Linked DNA regions of Dromaius novaehollandiae: region 1 is linked to region 2. The links are chromatin contacts, called in public Hi-C maps. All regions are on one chromosome and are shown on one strand. Each heading gives the region's core, a stretch centred on a gene start, on an enhancer-like site or on the middle of the called end of the contact. The rest is flanking DNA. Distances are from core to core; before and after follow the strand shown.

The links. A called contact is a pair of places that touch in the nucleus more often than the background predicts.
Region 1: a Hi-C map of ovary shows a contact between it and region 2, with 2.6 times the contacts expected there. The contact joins the promoter of GRAMD1B here to the enhancer-like site in region 2. A contact is called at or near these places in 3 of 4 Hi-C or Micro-C datasets (brain, liver and ovary).

What each region holds. Positions count from the first base shown.
Region 1 is chr21:4,945,101-4,947,800 of bDroNov1.hap1, reverse strand. It overlaps GRAMD1B (GRAM domain containing 1B), which reads right to left and starts at 1,426. Exons shown (of 19, transcript XM_064524292.1): 1 at 1,261-1,426.
Region 2 is chr21:4,896,476-4,899,175 of bDroNov1.hap1, reverse strand. The region is part of intron 1 of CLMP (CXADR like membrane protein); the gene reads left to right. Among named protein-coding and RNA genes, the nearest start is that of HSPA8, 17 kb to the right of the region's middle. Within about 2 kb of position 1,330, at least 1 of the 2 cell types and tissues checked has open chromatin away from gene starts, as enhancers often do.

The DNA of each region.
Region 1 (2,700 bases), core at 177-2,676, 49 kb before region 2:
TTCCTTACTACTGGGACCCTGAAAACTGACTTCCTTAGAGACTAGGCTATTTAACTCAGCTGTCAAAATAACTGAGCAAACCTGGCTTGTCTATCTGCCCTTCTTAAGCTAGGACCCTTCAGAAGCCACAGAAATTCAGTTTCAGATAGCAAAGAATACCTTAGAGAAAGTTTGCTCACTTAATAACAAGATTAATTCACAGCACAGCATGCGTGTTAAGCCTCTTCCAAATGGTTAAGGTGGCCAGATCTTCTCCCAAGAGAAGTCACAGATAGGAGAGGACAAAACCAAGACGGATAAGCCATTTCTGTGCAAATCAATTTTGTTCACTGCAGGCATCACAGCAGTAGTCTGCATCTAAGAGATTAAGCACAGACAGGCTAAGGATCATGAGCATAAGCTCAGAGAGATCATATCCTGCAAGAGAGCTATCTGGAAGAAGGCAGGGAAATACGACAATGCAGCGGTTTACAGAGCCAAATGTATGCACCACTCAACTCATCGCAAAATCGCTTACATTCATGCACATCGCATTCAAAGATCAACTGCCTTAACAGGAACAACAAGGTATCCTAATCCTACCAGCTGCAACACAGCAGAAATGTGTTCCACTGAGATGCTGTCTGTCCTCAGAGCAGAGAATACAAACTGTGAGTGAAGACACTCATCACTGCTTATTTCTCATGACTGCATCGAGATGATCACATGAAGATCAGGGCACTGTTTTGAAGAGCTACATCAGCACACAGCAAGAAGTTATCCTTCCCACAGAACTTTCAACCCAAAGGAAACAAGAGGTGATAAAAAAATAGCACTATCATTCTCGAAAGAAACACAATCAAAGTTCAGGCAAAAGCCACCAACAGAATTGGTCTCAGCTTGTACTGCTGCACAGGGTTATTCCACCAAAGGTGACAGACTTCGCGCCTATTTTAGTTGACAGGCTGGAGGAACAGGTTGAGGGGAGCCTTGAAGTTCAAGGTTCCTTTGAACAGCAGCCCTACACTTCAGCACATCTAGTTCCTTCCAGTTTGGGATTGCCCGTGAGCTTGCGGGTGGCATGCTCTGTCCCATCAAGATCACTGACGGAAATCTTAAACAGTCTCAGCCCCAGTAATGAACGCGAGGATCACCACTCGGTCGTCAGTTAAACAACTACCCTCCGAGCCCAGTGATCCAGCCAGTTGTCCATCCATGCCGTTCTCATGCCCCCCCAGCACATCCATGATTTGACAAGTACATCAGGGTGAAACTGCTTACCTGCACACATGAGTTTGTGCTTTTCTAGCCTCAAAAAGGTGCTCTCCCACACTGCACAGCATAATGTGGTACTGGTCTTACTCAGACACAGTGAAAGTAAGAGCCTTAAGTATCCCAACCCACTTCCTGTGATTCTCAGCACATTTCTTGGAGGTCTCCTGTCCAAGTATTGCCCACACCCAGTCTTAGCTGATGCAGTATGACATGACCATAATTTTTGTGCTTTAGAAATAATTGGATCCAGGTCTGACCATTTAAAGCAGCAATTGACGTTTCAGTGCAGTAGATCTCCGCTTCCTACCCTAGGCATGCATACAGCTGCACGGGAAGGCTGCAGTTTCCGAAGGAAGTCAGCACCCAGCAGAATTCTGTAGGTGAGCCGCTAGGTAAACTGGGTTTCTTGAGTACTTCCAGCTACGTATGTCAAGAGATTGAAGTCAATGTAGGTAAGAGAATAGGCGCCCAGAGAGAGGGGCTGTTATATACACTGCTGTCCAGTTTCTACCTTTTTTTTTTTTTTCCCCCAATTCAGATCATGAAGGTCTCATTTACTTGTTGATCCTTTCTCACTATTTCTATTGAACCTAATGTTTTAAAAAGAAAGAAAAGGACTAGAATTCTTTGCGACTAAGAGCACAAACCAGTATAACCCAAAGCAGAATAACTGAAGTCATACCTAAGTGTTACAAAAAAGCACATACTCTGAAAGCCTAAAAATTAATAACAGAAGGAGAGTCATGCCTTAGAATCCAAATAAATGTAGAAATGCTGCCAAATCTGTCCACATAAGTCCCAGTGATCTCGTATTTTATTAGATGTATAGATAGGAGACCAAGTAATGTAGAAGGAATTCAGCAAACCAAAACTGGGAGAGGGAAAAGATTGTTCTTCTGGGGTTATTTTTAAACTTGGAGGCAATATAGCTTGATGAATTCAACATGCCTGTGAGCTGAAAGGAAGACACAGGATTTGCCATAAAGATGGTGGAGGACTTTTTCCAGAAGACTCTACATCTGGCTTTCAGAAAGGTTTTGAATCCTTCACAAGCAATCTCAGACCCATAACAACATGACTATTTGTCAACAGTTGGGTTATGCATAAGTCAAACTCATAAGGAAGAGGAAAAATCCTTCACAATTCTTATGCAAGCGTTAATTCCTGAGGGATAGCTTAAAAGGAAGCAAGGCTCTCAAAAGTAGCAAATTCACTAGACAGGACTACTTTCCCAGCTGCAGTAGTCATTGGGATAGGATCTGCTAATTTCTACAACCAGCATACTTAAGAGAAACAAAAGGGCAAAGTCAGCTTCTCCACGTTAGTGTAATAGATGTTCATGCCCTACAGTGGTGGCAGAGGCACACTTACCACCACAGATACAGGCAAATAATACACTTAGACATTTTGCCCACAAAAGTCTAGTGAAAACCAGACAATAGCAGC
Region 2 (2,700 bases), core at 81-2,580:
CAGGAAAATTGCAGGTTGTATTTCTACTTCCGCTCCTTAGACATCACCGTCCTGAAATAGTTGGTCACAGATACCATCTCTGATAAAGCCAAAATAAACTATGAAAAGTGTAGCTAAGGAATATGTTTCACAAGAGAAAACAAGAAGTTCCTGGAACAACTGATGGTTTTCAAGACCCATTTTAGGAGCTCATTTCTCAAATTATGTTGGTAGGTATGGTTTGGGCCATGACCGCCAAGTTTCACTGTGCATTTCTCATATCTTGATCTCTGAATCTTTTCTAGACCATTCCTTCTAGTTCCAGCAGTCCGTAGGTGATATAGCACAACTCATTATTTTTTAAAATGTCTAATCTATATTTAGCATTGCTCCCTAAATTAAGCACTCCTCTGAAGCTAATGAAAGATTTAAATCTGGAAGCTCTTTAGCTTTTAGCACCCGAATTTGGTGATAAGAAATGTCAACAAAATATTCATTTTAGTTCCCTTCTGCATGTATGTTTGTCTTGACAATCTGTGTGTTTACTTCGGGTTCTCAATAGGTACATGCATTTATGTACGTACATATTTTTGGATGGGCGTGCAAGTGGACTGGGCTTCATAATAGATATGTTGCATATGTATGAAAGCACATGTGTTCATGTACAGGATTCGGACATGAAGATATTTCTTTGGGCAGTTGTAATTTGGGATGAGGCAAAGTAGTGCTCTGGTCTGTGACAACACCCTCTTCCTGAGAGCTTGGGACTTGCTGCCTCACTTGGGACAGTTTTCTCCCCCTCAGTCTATTTCAGAGGGTGGGGTCTGGAAAGCAAACCCTCTTAAAGTATCTCACGTACATTCAAAATCAGTAGTCACTTAGCAAAGTGTTGAAAAGGGTCCTGGGGACTACTCTAAGACTTAAGTTTTGCTCTGCATGAGAAAGATGCAGGGTATTGTTCTTAATTTTTCTTCCTTCAAAATTTGTGATGGATACATGGCAGAATGGCCCCTATTTTTGACAGGGACCAAAAATCCCGTTATGTTGCCTGGTCAGACCTGCGCCCTTCCCCTGCTGAATTTGCACTTATGCTGTTTGGGTACTGTCTGTTTAGGTGTGCTAGCTTTTGTGTTTAAAATATCTGTTGCTCTGAAATCCTTGAATTTAAAATGTTTGTGTGGAATGAAAGGCAAAAATCTCTCCCCCTTGTCTGCAGGGCCTTGGGTGACTGAGCTATTGCCTTATGAACAATAGTGCAAATGTTTAAACAATAAAGTCGTCCCACGCTCCCCCTCATACTGAACAAAGCACTGTGTGGTACGTCAGCAAGACTGGTGCTGCGCTGAGCTCTGGGGTTTTTTTTCAGGCCTACGAGCTAATGCTTACATGATGCAGGAATTGCTATAGAGCCAGGGGTCCTGCTCCAGGGGAAAAACAAACCAGCCTCCCTCTGAAGCCGTGGGATGTAATCTGAGTAAAGTCTGAGTAAACTGAAAGAAGCAATTCTTAAGCTGGACTTTGTGGCATAAGGAATGCCACACAGGATGCGTAAGAGGAAGAGTGGCTCCATGAGAGGTTTTTTGGGTGAGGACTGTGGAGCCTGCTTATTTACTGCATTGCTGAGTGAGACCCTTGGGAGACTTTGAGGAAAATCATCTATTGTCTTAAATCATCTATTGTCGTACATGGGCGCCAGCCCCAAGGTGTTACTCTCTGTGTAGGCTCTGCCCTCGTGTGGCTGCAGAGCTCCTTGAGGGGGAAGGTACAGAGCCAGCTGTGCACCCACCTAGCAGAGCAAAAGTGCTTGCCCAGAACAAACTGCTTTTTCAGGCTGGAAAACATTTATCCTGGCAAGCGTGTGCTGAAGATGGTGAGTATGTTTGCAGCTGTAAGGAGTCGCTCAAGTGCAGAGACAGTCATCTTTTATAACCATTTAAATAAAACTTAAACAAAAAAAAACCCTTAAACACTGTCAGCAAAATCTTGTTTCTTCTTGCTTGATCTCATCTGCACCCGAACATGAGATAAAAAATTATCAGGAAATAATTATTTGAGTAATAAAAGCCCTAAAATCTAGAAGGGAGCTTGGATTTGTTATCTACATTCTTTTTATTTGAGGCGCGCGTTGTAAATCCCAGCACGTATCCAAATGCAAATTTTAATTTCAGTTTCATTACTGCTTGCTACAGTGGGACCCTACCCAAGCTTTGGAAAGGCAGAGGTCTGCTCACTTTGAGCTCTTTTCCAGACTTTGCGTAGCCAGTTTCCATAACTGGCACCCTATACTGGGTACCTTTGATTAAAGAACTAATAATGACTAAAGGGACCAGCCTTTAAGTACAGTCAGCTGTCTCACGGAAGCGTAATTATGAGACTTGCATGAAAGTTTGGGAAAAAGCTCACGCTGGTGCCTGGAAGGACACAGCATGCAGTTCAGTGGTGAATCGGCTCCGAATTACCTGAAATTGTGTGTACTATTGGAAAAAAGGTTTTTTTTTGAAATGTGCAGTTGTTGTCATCCTATTGAATGCCTGTCTGATGTTACTCACCTCTAGCAGACGAGCTTATAGGCAAAGGGCTTCTCAAATCCAGAGCATGTTTGCTGAGGGCAACAAGCACAGACCAAGGTGCGAGCTCCCCTGAAAACCATGTTGGCCTAGGCCAGAGAGGTAGGAAAATGATGCTATCATACTCCCTCGAAATGTAATTTATATTCCTGAT